Regions from separate parts of the Rattus norvegicus genome. Here all the other regions are linked to region 3. The links are chromatin contacts, called in public Hi-C and HiChIP or PLAC-seq maps. All regions are on one chromosome and are shown on one strand. Each heading gives the region's core, a stretch centred on a gene start, on an enhancer-like site or on the middle of the called end of the contact. The rest is flanking DNA. Distances are from core to core; before and after follow the strand shown.

Region 1 (4,463 bases), core at 1,700-4,199, 98 kb after region 3:
ATGTGTGTGTGTATGTCTGTATGTGTATGTATGTATATATGTGTATGTGTGTGTATGTATGTGTATGTGTGTATGTATATATGTGTATGTGTGTGTTTGAGTGTCTGCAAGTACATATATGCACATGAATGAAGATGTCAGCAGAGCCATACATGCCAAATCCCCAGAGCTGGAGTTGACAGATGGTTATGAATCACTTGATGTGGTTGCTAGGAACTGAATCCAGGTCTTCTGGAAGAGCAACAAGTGCTCTTATCTTCTCCCCAGTACCACCCCCAGCATTTTTACATGGGTTCCATGGACTGAACTTTTAGCTGTCTCTCTGACCACAAGGAGATTTTTTTCCCCCAGCACTGAAACTCTGGATCCAAAACTCTGGATGACTTACTGTTTCATTCCAGGTCCCACCTCCTAGTGCTTCACTCCCATAGTGCCATGGGCTATGGCCACATCTTTGACACCCAGGCCCTTTGGGGACGCTTATTCAAACCATAGAAGACTTTCGCACCCAGTTTCCTCAGATCCAGCTCAGCCACATCGTCTTCAGAGACGAGTTTGAGCAAAGGGAAATCATTTGCATAATAGTTGAAAGGCAAAGTAAAATGATGTTAACCTGCCCAATACGTCAAGGTAATTAGTGTTTCTAAAGATGACTTCAATTGTGGGAAATTGTAAATATTGTTAGACAAAAGGGAGCAAACATTTTTCAGACTCAGATTTCCAGTTATTGTCTGGAAAGATGAAGAATGCCAGCTCTTTCCACATTTGACTTTATACTGTGACTGTGCCCAATAAATTGAACATAATTTCATGTAATACTTTATTCTCTGTGAGCTATTCCTTTTTAGAATGTAATAAGTTCCAGGAGAAAAGCTACTGGTAAAATGTCATCTGGCACATAGTAAATACTCAAGAAACAACTTGAAGAGTGAGTGAATGAATGAATGAATGAATGAATGACTATATAAAAGACAGAGGTAATTGGAAGTCAGCTAATTCAAGGAGGAACTTTTGAAGTAAATAACTTTGGTTATGATCTCTTTGGTCTTTGTGTGTGCCTACATGGATTATGTGTGTGCATGTGTACATGGGTACACATGTGTGTGTAGGCCAGAGGTAGATGGTAAGTGTCTTTTCAGTTGCTCTGCATCTTACATTTTGAGTCCAAGGGATTCCTGTCCTGGATAGACTGACTGGTCAATGAGCTCTTTTCCCTTCCTCCTCAGCACTGGGATTGAAGGCATCTGTTCTCTTGCCTGGTGTGCTGGTTAGTTTTCTGTGGTGGTTTTAATAGGTTTGGCCCCCATAGAGTCATGTGTTTGAATGCTTGGCCATAGGGAATGACACTATTGGGAGGTGTGGTCTTGTTGGAATAGGCGTGGCCTTTGTTGGAGGAAGTGAACCCCTGTGGAGCAGGGTTTTGAGGTCTTACATATGATAATGTTTGCTCAGGGTAGCAGACAGTTCCCTTCTGCAGCCTGAGGATCAAGATGTAAAACTCTTGGCCCCCTCCAGCACACATCTGCCTGCATGCTGCCATGCTCCCCCCCCCATGGTGACAATGGACTGAACCTCTGAAACTATAAGCCAGCCCCAATGAAATGTTTTTCTTTATAAGAGTTGCCTTGGTCATGGTGACTCTTCACAGCAATAAAACCCTAACTAAGATATTTCTCAAGGGGGATGCCAGAAAGCAGAGTCTCCAGCAACATCTGTCCCAGATCTAATGTGCCAGCCACAAACTTTTGAGAAATTGCACCCATCATATTGGCCAGTGGGCAATGCTATAGAACATTTTCTTGATTAATATTGCACATAGGAGGGCTGGAGAGATGGCTCAGCGGTTAAGAGCACCCGACTGCTCTTCCAGAGGTTATGAGTTCAATTCCCAGCAACCACATGGTGGCTCACAGCCATCTGTAAAGAGATATGATGCCCTCTTCTGGTGTATCTGAAGACAGCTACAGTGTGTACTTATATATAATAAATAAATAAATCTTTAAAAAAAAATATTGCACATAGGAGGGCCCAGTCCACTGCGGGTGGTGCCATCCTCGAGTTGGTAGTCTTAAATGCTATAAGAAAGCAAGGAGAGTAAACATCAGAGGGCAAGCAAGAAGCATCCAAGGCCTGTGTTTCAGTTCCTGCCTCCAGGTTCCTGCTTGGATTCCGTTCCTATTTCCCTATAAGCTATAAAGATGAATAAACTCTTTCTTCCCCAAGTAGCTTTTGGTCATGGTGGTTTTTCACAGCAATGCAATGCAAACTAGAATGCTTGGCTTTTAATGTTTGTACACTGCAGATCTGAACTCAGGACCTTATACTTAGGCAACAAGTGCTTTATTGGCCAAGCAATCTCCTCAGTCCCAGCCTTTCCTGAGTGCTTCCGGTATTTCTGCACATCAAGCTTATTCACCCAACCTGACAGTCCCCATCTAAATTCTGCTCATGACAAACATACATGAGAGAGTCACAAAGGCTTTGTGTGTGCATCAGAGCTCCCTATCCGTAAGACCTGTGCATGGACACCCTCAGAGACTAGCTCATTCTGAGTCAGGGAATAGACACATCCTGTGGAAGAGACACACATGTCTCTTCAGCCAAGCGTTCCTGCTCTTTGATTCCTTTGCACACTTTCCTTGAGGGAGTAATGGACATAATGATGTCTCTGTACCACATATGCACTGACGTCCCTCATTGCCAAACCGATTCATTTCCTTCTCTTCAGGGGTGTTCTCATCTGGGTCTCACATCTGCCTCAACGTAAGTATCTGTGGGATAACTCTGAACCTCACTAAAGAGGAATGGTGGTGAGAGGAGGAGGAATGGGTAATGGTTAATCATTAAGTTAGGGCGTGGGTGTTGCATTGGGAAAACCCAGCTGGCTGAGGACTGGATGCTACTACCTCTGATTCACAAGCATGGCCAGTGACCCAGGCGGGCAGTCTTGCCAAGAAAGAATCGCATGCCTTGGGTGGCTTCTTTGTTTATTTGGAGAGTTGAAATAGGGGAGGCAGGAATTGCTTCTTCGCCAAACCTTGATTTAATTCAACATGCCTAATTCTAATTTTAGCTTGGACCTTCGTGGGAGTCATTGTTCTAGAATAAGGCTCGAGGGAGAGGATTCCACATGGTCAGTGCTCTTATGACATCGGTTGCAATAAGATGTGGGGGAGGTGGGGCATTTGCTCGGGGTAGAGTTGGAGGTCCTCTGAATTGTGCAAGGGGAAGTGGGTTGTACAAAAACTGACAGAAGAGAGACGATGCATGGGCTGCAAATATTTGAACTTCGACCTCGGTTTAAATGAATGTTAATCATTATTGAGTAAGGAAAACCAGGCCTTAAAAATAGCCAGTTTCGATTTCACAAGTATGTACGTGTGTTTGGACTGTTTTAAGTCAATGATCCTTTGGCATTTAGTATTGATACGGTGCACTGAGAAGGACTTCTGTTCCTGTGTGTACATTCAGAAGTCACTACTGGTCAGTTCTAGATTAGCATCTTTGGGATAACATGGAAGGCGCTTGGCCTGATTCTTTCCCCGTTGTTGTGATAAAATACCCTGGAAAAATTAACTAAAGGGAGAAAGGGCTTATTTTAATTTTCAATTCAAGGTCCAAAGTTGATATCCATATGTCTTCCATTTCTGTCCTTATTCACTAAGCCAGACTCTATCAGTTGAACCTAGAGTTCACCAATCAGTCCCCCTAGCTAGCCAGATTGCTGATAGAGAGGAACCATGTTTCTGCTTGCTGGGTGCTGGGATCCATCATGGTAGGGAGGTCAAGGTGGCAGGAGCTTGCTCAGGAAAGAGAGTGTTGTTTGCTTCTCAGCTCTCTATCAGTTCAGAATCCCAGCCAGGGAATGGTGCTGCCCACAGTGGGCACATTTCCGTTAATGTGATTGAGATGACCATCACGGGCATGCCTACAGATCCAGCTCTCAGGTGATTCTGGATTCTGTCAAATTGACAGTAAGCATTAACCATTACAGTGCTTGGATTCCAAATGACTCAAGGAAAAATTAGAAAAGGGGATTTTGGTGAACAGAAATGGTTCCTTTTCCCCTACAAAGGATTATACCTGCACTTCATGCATACCTGTTTCAGGCCATCATTGGTCACCCCAGGGTTCTATCAGCTTGCCCTATCTCAGAATGAGGTGTGTCCACCGAGTTATGATGAAGCAGAGGGGCCCTTGAAGAAGGAAGTACAGATGACTGTGTCATGCCAAGAAGTGCTTGCTTCTTATATTAACCAGCTATGGGCATTTGATTGGAGCAAGACAAAGCCAGGTATAAAATGCTGTTCTCCCTTATTCAATTGAGCCTCTATCCTGAGTCAGGAGGTGACATCAAGATCCTGGTCTGCCCTAGGCATGAAGGCAGAAATCCTATACAAGTGACACTGGCACCATATAGTAGGAAATGCAGCCAGTGTGGTTGGGACATCTACTATGGAGGA
Region 2 (4,663 bases), core at 1,292-3,791, 110 kb before region 3:
GAGGTCATTGGTGGGAGGTATTCTGCCTGCAGGGGGTTCGGGGGAAGAGTTCACAGACCTTGGTGATAAAATAATGAATCTGTTCTTTCTAAACGGATCACGACCTGTAAAATATCTCTCCCATTTTCTTCTAAGTAGATTCCAGCTGCACGAGGAGATGGGTGGTAGAATGCGCTTTGCAGGGATGGGGGTGGGGTTGTAGGGTTGGGCCATAACTTATTTTCTCTGTCTTCTCTTTTAGATCATTGACTTACTTCACAGGCAAGTTTCGTTTGCTCAAAGCACTGCTTTATGACTGTCACCTTCTCCATGGAGACCCCCCACTTCTCATCAACAGCTGCCCCTCCTCCACCCACCCACTCTCCCACTGCTATTTGGAGTTGAAAGCTGTTCACGTTTCTAAAACCCGATTTCTTGAGGTCTGTGTGGGTGCTGCTTGATTCCCGCATTGGAGACTGATTTTATTTAGAAATCACTTAAAGGATTCGTTAAAAATGCAAATTCCTAGGCAGCTTAGGACCTCTGGAAACCTTGAAATGTTGCTTAGATACCTGGGTGTGGTGGCACATACCTCTAGTCTCAACATTTGGGAGGTGGGGGCAGAAAGATCAGCAGTTCCCCCACAAATGGGGGGGTCAAGGCCAGTTTGAGATCTTGTCTCCAAAAAAAGGAAACAAAGCAGTAACTGATGCAAAGAAGAGAGAAAGAGGATGAGGGAGGGAGAGGAGGGGAGAGGGGAGAGAGAGAGGGTCTAGTTCCTCATTCCAAAGAAGCTGTGGGGCCCAAGTCCAGATCTTAGCTTCTTCATGGACCTGAGGCCTCAGGTGAGGGCTGGATTTAAAACATCTCCACCTTATGGCAAGAGAAGGAACTGCATCCATGGTGTCTGAGTTCCCCAATGTTTGGTGGCTATGATCATGTTTCATGAGTACAATGTGTGCTACTTGGGGTTTTGGGGTCCCATAATATGTATTATTTAAAAGGAAGGAAAAGCTAGGAAGAATCTCAAAGGTCTAGTAGTAGATGGATGGTTCACGGAAGAGCAAAGACCCTAGGTAAGAGAGCAGTCATTAACACAGGAGGAGAGGGGACAGGTGAGGTGAGTACATTGAATTCCCACAGTTCAAGCAGCTCAGCCAGGGACCCAGGCTGAGATCTATGCAGAGCCTCTGTTGTCTGATTGGCTAGCAGGCGATCCACCCTTTTGGCTTCCACCAGTGCCCTGGGGCCCTATCACTTTCTGGCTGGGAAGTTCTGTTCACAAGCTGCTTCCTCCGGAGTGTGCTTGCTGTACATTTCTTTACTGGCTTCACCCAGCCCCAGCCCTGAACAGAAGCCCTGATTCCCACAGACCCTGCCTCAGTGGGACTGGTTGAACCTCTTATCTTCAGCTGCTTAGAGTCAGGTCCCAAGTAGAAGTGTCTGGGACTGTCTTCCTTTCTGGCTACTTAACATGTCTTGATTAGATCTCCAGTCTTATCTGTCTGCTGTGAAAGGCAAACAGAGAAGTCTAGCTGCAGGCAAATGGTGTTTCACACATCTCCTGCTCAACTCTGCTGCAGAGGATTCCTGGAAGAAGTGCCTAGCCTCTCAAGATCTGGTGTTTAGAGTCTCCTAGGAGATGCAGATGCAGATGGCACTGTCTTTGAGAAGAGAACAGATCTTTTGATTTAACCCTGCTTTGAGGGCCAATTAAAGGCTCCCAGGCTTGAAGGCAGACCTTTCTCCCAGGCTTCACTTGCAGTTCAGGCCCAGCCATGTGGTCATCTGACGACTCCTTGGAGCTGTGGATCTTCAAGGCCACCTAGATATGCCATCTTATCTTAAAACATCTGATCTGGAAAGGGTCTCTCGTCCTTTAGGGGAGGGGACTCCACACCATTCATCTGCTGTCACAGGGCACTCTAGGATACCATAGAGTCTGATGACAAGGCATTCATTTTCTTTTAAGGTTCATTTGTTTTATGAGGATTTTTTTTTATGTGTGTGTGTGTTTGCCAACCATGTTTGCACAGCTTTCCTTGATTAGTACCCAAAGAGGCCAGTAGAGGGAGTCAGGTCCCATGGAACTGGAGTTTCTGGACAGTTTTGAGCTGCCATGTGGGTGATGGAAAAAAAGAGTCAATGCCCTTAACCATTGAGCCATCTCTCCAGCCCTGTATGAATATTTGAGTGCATGTAAGTGGACTGTGTGCATGCGGTGCCTCCAAAGGCCGGAAGAGGGCGCCAGATCCCTCTGAACCGGGGTTTGGGACGTTTGTGAGCCATCTTGATTAAGTGATGGAAATCCACTGGGGTCCTCTCTCTAAGAGCACTAAGTAAGTGCTTTCATCCGGGGAGCCATCTCTCCAACCCTTCAATCTGTCTCCCACAGCCGGCCACTGGGATTCTCTGTAGGGCAATGTTGACATAATTTCTGATAGAAATTTTGACAGAGAAATCTGTAACAGGGCTGGCTTTTAGCGGTTCCTCAACTCTCAGCAATTCCTCACTCAGATAAGATACAGACCCCTCTTTGAAGCCGACTTTGCTAAGCATATTTACCATTCCAGATGACGTGCTTGGAATGTGATTTCAGCTTATCTGCCTCCTCCCGGGCTGCTGAGGGAGTAGCTAAACTCCTAGGCTTCCAGAAACCTCTACCTTCAAAGCCCCTCTAGGCCGAACTTGCCTGTAGCCTGCCCCCACCTCTCTTCTAGTCTCAACCTGTTGCTTCTGGATCCCTCCACCCCTGAATGACCTCTGGCCTCTTTCAGTGCTGAATGCCCTGGCGGGGGGGGGGGGGGGATCAAAGCCATTCTAGTAACTTCTTTGTGTACTTTTGATGTTTTGAAAATTCCATGGTGAAAGAATACATACTTCGGCTTTTAATTAATAATAATAATAAAAAAACCCACCCCCGGGGCCAAACTATGGGATTAAGCCAGGAAGCAGATGTTCCGAGGCTTGTTTATTTATTCAACCTGGTGTGGTGCTGAGACCTGGCTGCTTAAATGCTCTTACAAGATGGGAAATCCTTCCCAAGGAATTTTGTACACAAGAGGCCCCCTTTCCGAATCTATGCTTTGATGCTCCACCACGTGGCTGGCTTGGTTTTCTCTGCAACTCCGGGGTCTCAGTCACCTGACTTTGAGCCAAAGACCCACTTGTTAAGCAAATCTCCGTGACAGTAGAGAAGGTGATAAATTATCCCATCTAAGTTTGCCTTGACCACTGTGTTGTCTTTAAGAAATGGTACTTTATTCTAAGAAAATGGCTGTGCACTGAGATACCATTCCACCACGAATTAGCTCTGGGTAAATTATTTTATCGGTGTAATACATAATGATTTTAGAAAGCTTAAGGGATTGGAAGAGAGTCACGGGGGCTCCATTCACAGAGCATGCGTTTTGCTATTGGAGATCTGGATTTACAAAATGAAACTGATTCTCTGGCTGCCTCAGGGGCCAACGCTTTAGTTAATTTAATTTTCTGGATACATAACACTAATCCAGAGGTTTTTCTCTGCCCCTTAAAAATTCTTGGTTCAGAATTAGGGCTGGAAATGTGGATTCCCTTTCTGAAAAACAATGTGTGGGTAGCCCTGACACATGAACTTTGATAGGCTGAACAGAACAGATTGACGCTTTTGTGTGATAGGGCGTCTTCGACAGTGGCCCAGAATGGACTCCTTAAACTGCCTTTTACACTAAGGTTGGTGCTGGCTTCTTATACAAAATGGTCTAGTCCTCTGGCTGTGGCAGGGATGTCAACTGCCCCCACAGAACCTGAGAACTGGGGACTCTTCCTTAGCTGTTGGGAAGTTGACACAGATGTCAATTTCTCCCAAGAGCTGGAATCATGATACATGAACTTGGGATTGGCCACGATGGAACTAAGTGGCAGGTTCTACAAAAATCACAACATGCAACAGGTCTCACGTGGGGGTTTATTAGGTTTATTAAAAGAAAGAGGTACAGAGGCTGCCTGGGTGGGGGGAAGGGCTGGAGCCATAGCGCATGTGCAGGAGGACATGACAGGGGTAATATGGAAATGTGTCTCCTCTGGGCAGCTAGTGATGACGTGTCTTGTCCCAAGTCCCTCAGGGACTGGTTAGGAAGGTGCCTGATTGTCAACACTGTTGCAGGGTCCTTTTTGGGCTGGCGGAACAAGTGCCTGATTGCTTACAGGCCATTTCTAACGTCAGTTTATATACTTATTTATATTTTTTATTCTTTGGGTAAGTATTAGAGGTTGAACCTAGGGCACAGAGAATCTGAGGCAAGCGCTTCATTGCTGAGCTATACCCCCACCTCTCTGTCCTACTTAACTTTCCTGTTGCTCTGCCCAAAAGCAATGTGAGGAGGAAAAGGTTTATTTCCGCTTATCGCTTGTAGTTCATCATTCAGGGAAATCAGGGCAGGAAATCAAAGCAGAAACCTGGAGGCAGAAGCTAATGCAAAGGTCACAGAAGAATGCTACTTACTGGCTTGCTTGCTTGCTTATATAGCCTGCTTATATAACCCAGGATCAACTGCCCTGGGCTGGCACCACCCACAATGAGCTGGACCCTCCCAATTCAGTTGTCAATCAAAAACAAACAAAAAACAAAACCCACACCACAGGCTTGCGAACAGGTCCGTGTGTTGAAGGCATTTTCTCAGTGGCTCTTCCTTCTAAAATG
Region 3 (4,105 bases), core at 754-3,253:
TGTGCCTCACCTCTCGGTCTGGATCCCTGTTAATTGTTCGTTAAGAACAGTAAAGCCTGGTGCCAGATCCTGGGGACAACAGGAAAAGAAGGAAAGTCCACAGAGGCCTTGCTGGCATTTCTGCAGCCAGCTTGGGAGCCGGTCATTGTTCAATCGGTAAACACGTGAGACCGAAAACAAATCGCTGGGAAACCAGGTTGTTCACTTCATGTGTCCTCCCAGGACCAACTGTTCTCTCTTGGAGGGTGACCTGGGCAGGCATTTACAGGGCATTCTACAGCTCTGCATGTCCCAGGCACCAATGCCCCCTGACTTTAGGACACCCCCCCCACCCCCGCCCAAGTCCAAAAGATGCTGCAGGAAGGATCCTTGAGAAGACCAGTTACTTCCAAGCCTCTCACTTTGAAGGGCTTCGCCTGCACCAACAGGAGAATCGAGTGTGCTCTGGGGATCCCTGAGGCCTGCCTAGATCTTGCTTCCTGGGCAGGAGAGCCAAGCTCTAGGTAGCTTGTTTTACCTAGCTACCTAGATGACACTGTACAACAGCTAAATGCTCCCTAGCACATTGAAATACAGCCGCTGTCCGTCTAAGGATGCCAAAAACGCTCTGCAAACCATCCATTAAATTTTATGGTAGCCTAGGAAGCAGATTGAGAATCATTACTGTCATTTTTACAAGGCTCGACACCAAAACCACGGACTGGGCTGAGGTACCGGGTCCCCGCTTCTCTCCATCTGTACCCACCATCTTATGGGAAACCCCATACATCAAAAGGGCACTCGTGACTATCAGAAACAGCCTTTGTGGTAAGGCAGATCAAAAAATCCAAACTTTGGACACGAGACAATCAGAAAGGTAGAGAGTGGATGGTTTCATGCAAGGGTTTTCTCCCGATTAGGCAAGGAGGCGCCAGGTATAATTCAATGATTAAATCTACAAGGCTGTGACACCCCCACCCCAACGAATGTGGGATCGGCGGTAGATCTCCTGTGTTGTTTATTTCCGCTCTGGGCACTCATTGCTTTTATAATCAGAGCAAAAGTTATACGAACTTTATTTCTGCTGCTAAATCACAGAACACCAATCTGCTGCACTAACAAGGGAAGAATAAACATGAATAAAGCCCAGCATGGTATTCTCTTTCCAATCTCGTAGATCCACGAGGCTCCACAACCTTCTGCGTACGCAGAGCGGCCAGCCTGCTCTCCACCGCTCCTCCCGCGCGGCATCTGCAAGCGCCCCACACCGGGGAAGGGCCAGCGCCAGCCAGCCCCACAGTACACACTAAGCTCCCTAAACCTGCACACTACAACGCCAGATCCCAGCGGGGAGCCTCCTGGCCCCCAAACCCTCTAACAAGACACACTGGGCGGCGCAGGGCGGCTTCCCGGTAAACAGCACTTGCAGAACAACGCTCCTCTATCCTAACCGCTCCCACCCGCACACCCCGGCGCTGTCACCTCGGGGCTGCGCGGTCACTCGATCACCAAGACAGAAACTGGAGTTTTCAATTTCATCCTCCAGGAGGGCTATCCGAAGAAGTTGAAATGTGCATTGTCACCAAGTTTAACCCGGAGCCGCTCTCTCTTCGCTCCTCCCCAGAACCACGCGGGTGGCGCCGCGACCCCTCTCCGCCTTCCCTGCGCCCCAGGCCCTAGCGACCACGATCCGCAGCCCGGATCAGGCTGTGACCACAGAGGGCAGGGCACCGGGAGCTCAAGGGGTTCGGAGCTGTTCGGGGCTAGCCGCGCCCCTGGGTCCGGGATGCTGCCCGAAGCCACAGCGCGCAAGGGGGTAGAGTGCGCCGTCCGGCCCCGGGCTCCTACCTGGCTCGCATGGCGCCCCACGGGTCCTGCGGCTCCCTTGTCCTGTGGGGCTCACCCGGCCGGGGGCGCGCACCGCTCCGAGAACCACAGTCACAGCGATCGAGGCAGCGGAGGTGGTGAGGTACCCAGACACCGCGACGGCCCAGAGCGCTCAGCCCCCGCCGGCGGGCGCAGAGGTGGTCTGGGCCGGGGCGGGGCGCGAGCGCGGGCGGGGCCGGGGCGCAAACAGCGGGCTCGAGGAGGGCGGAGCGCAAGCAGAGACCGCGGGAGGGGCGGTGCCAAAATTGTGGGCGGGGCGGGAGAGGGGCGGGGTCAAGCTCAGGCTTGGGCGTAGGAACCCGGGACGGATTCGCACTTTTGAGGAGGAGTCTCTGTCGGAGAGGCGGGGCCTAGACGATACTGGGGCAGACGTGGGCAGGGCGTGCTCAAAGGGGCGTGGGCAATTTGAGGCTGGAGCGAGTAGGGACTGTGCCCGGAGCTGGGGGAGGGCAGTTCTTAGCAAAGGCGGGGCCTGGCTGAAGGGGGCGGGGCGTTCTGAATGGGCGGGGACGACTGAGCGGCTGATTTACTTAGGGAAAAAGGCTTGGCTGACTGGCGCCTCCACTGCTCCGGCGCGATTCCCGCCAACACTCCTCCTTGTCTCCTTCCTGAACAGCGCCAGTTGAGGGAGCAGGGTTGAAGGCTCGGGGGGTCCCCCTGTACCTATAGAAGAACAAAGATGATGGAGACCTCCGGTGCTCGGTTTGGGGGGAACCTTCCCGGGAGAGGTTAAGCAGTAAAACGAAGAATTTTAAAAAAACAACAACAACTCAGCTTTAGGGAACTACTACAAGGGGAGGAGAGCTGCCCACTGGGCAGGCTGCAACAGAATACAAGTCAGCATATTTACACTTCCTTTGCCTAGGCTCACACACAGAAGTAGAGGCTCCGTGCGAGCTCAGTGAATGATCACACTGAGAGGCAACGGAGCAAAAGCAGCCCAAGCTTGGCTACTCTCATGAGTCATCTCACGGGAGCAGACAGAGGCCTGTAGGGTTGATTGCCTCAGTGAGGTCAAATCAGCCTTTGACTGCGGTGGTGGTGAGGGCAGGGAAGGAAGGCTGCCACTTGGAGCCGGTAGCAATCATCTTTAATGTTGTCACAGATCCAAATCCAGCAGCCCATTGAGTCCATCCTCACTATAATCGCCGGCCACAGTTACCGTTCTTATTTTCAAAGTGACTTCAGATGTTAATGCAGATTATCATAGTCAGCAAGATCACATGGGAGGGGGTGTGCGTCAGAGTCAGAATTCTAGCCAGTTTTCTATCTCCCATGTTCTTTATGCTCCCCTTCCCATCAATCCTTGCACTCGTGGTGGAATTTCTTATTCTCTTAGAACATGGAAAAAATTACTCCTTAAATGTAGCTGTAAAGAGGCAGTCTTCTAAAAGTGCAGGTGACTTACCTGGTTGGAGGAGGTAGGGGTGGAGGTAACAAAAGCATCCAGACTGGAGGGCATGTCAGGAGCCAGCCTCTGTGCGAGTCACTTACCTAGATGAGTACAGAGCTTATGACTTAGCGGAGGGTCTAGCACAAAGCAGCAGTCACTAAGTATTAGCTATTTGTACTGCTGCTACTCCAAACGACTTCTGTCTAAACCATGTCAGAAAGAGGGAGAAGGAAAGCATGAATGGACGTGGGCTGGGCTGGGGTTATAGCTCAGTTGGTAGCGCGCTTGCCCAACATGCACAAAACTCTGGGTCCCATCCTCAGCACCAAATAAACGGGAAATGTGGTGGCTCAAGCCTGTACTCAAGAGGTGGAGGAAAGGGGATTGAAGGATGGTAGAGGCAGGAGGATCAAGAGTTGAAGGTCATACTCCTCTACATAGTAAATTCTAGGTCAGCCAGGGATGCGTGAGTCCCTGTCTTGGAGAATGGAAAGATGGATCAGAGGTTCCTAGCTCCCCCATGGCAACTTATAAATATCTCTAATTGGAGTTCCAGGGGATCTGATACCTCTGATTGCCCTTCATAACACCAGGCATACCTGTGGTACACAGACATATGTTCAAGCAAAACACTCATTTACACAAAATAAATAGATAGATAGATAGATAGATAGATAGATAGATAGATAGATAGATAAATCTTTTTTTAAGGGCCTGTTGGGTTAGGTGTCATATACCTTAATTCCAGTATTTGCTAAATGAGGCAGGAAGATTGTGAATTCAAAGACAGCTTAGATCTATTACTAGACTGAATCCGTCTCAAAAGAAGAAAAGCTTATGAAACAT

The links. A called contact is a pair of places that touch in the nucleus more often than the background predicts. HiChIP or PLAC-seq counts read pairs in DNA pulled down with a chosen protein or histone mark.
Region 1: a Hi-C map of liver shows a contact between it and region 3, with 4 times the contacts expected there. The contact joins the enhancer-like site here to the promoter of Sh3bp4 in region 3. A contact is called at or near these places in 2 of 12 Hi-C or Micro-C datasets (both in liver).
Region 2: an H3K27ac HiChIP or PLAC-seq map of oligodendrocytes shows a contact between it and region 3, with 9 times the contacts expected there. The contact joins the enhancer-like site here to the promoter of Sh3bp4 in region 3. A contact is called at or near these places in 7 of 12 Hi-C or Micro-C datasets (the A7r5 cell line, Schwann cells, frontal cortex and 3 more) and 1 of 1 datasets of contacts at active chromatin or transcription factors (oligodendrocytes).

What each region holds. Positions count from the first base shown.
Region 1 is chr9:97,008,392-97,012,854 of GRCr8, reverse strand. No RefSeq gene overlaps it. Among named protein-coding and RNA genes, the nearest start is that of Sh3bp4, 97 kb to the left of the region's middle. Within about 2 kb of position 2,949, at least 12 of the 93 cell types and tissues checked have an H3K27ac peak or open chromatin away from gene starts, as enhancers often do. A contact at or near this core is called in liver, where this site is marked.
Region 2 is chr9:97,220,704-97,225,366 of GRCr8, reverse strand. LOC102554430 (a long non-coding RNA gene) reads left to right here. Exons shown (of 2, transcript XR_357195.4): 2 at 242-418. Among named protein-coding and RNA genes, the nearest start is that of Sh3bp4, 120 kb to the right of the region's middle. Within about 2 kb of position 2,541, at least 15 of the 93 cell types and tissues checked have an H3K27ac peak or open chromatin away from gene starts, as enhancers often do.
Region 3 is chr9:97,105,775-97,109,879 of GRCr8, reverse strand. Sh3bp4 (SH3-domain binding protein 4) reads right to left here and starts at 2,003. Exons shown (of 6, transcript NM_022693.4): 1 at 1,828-2,003.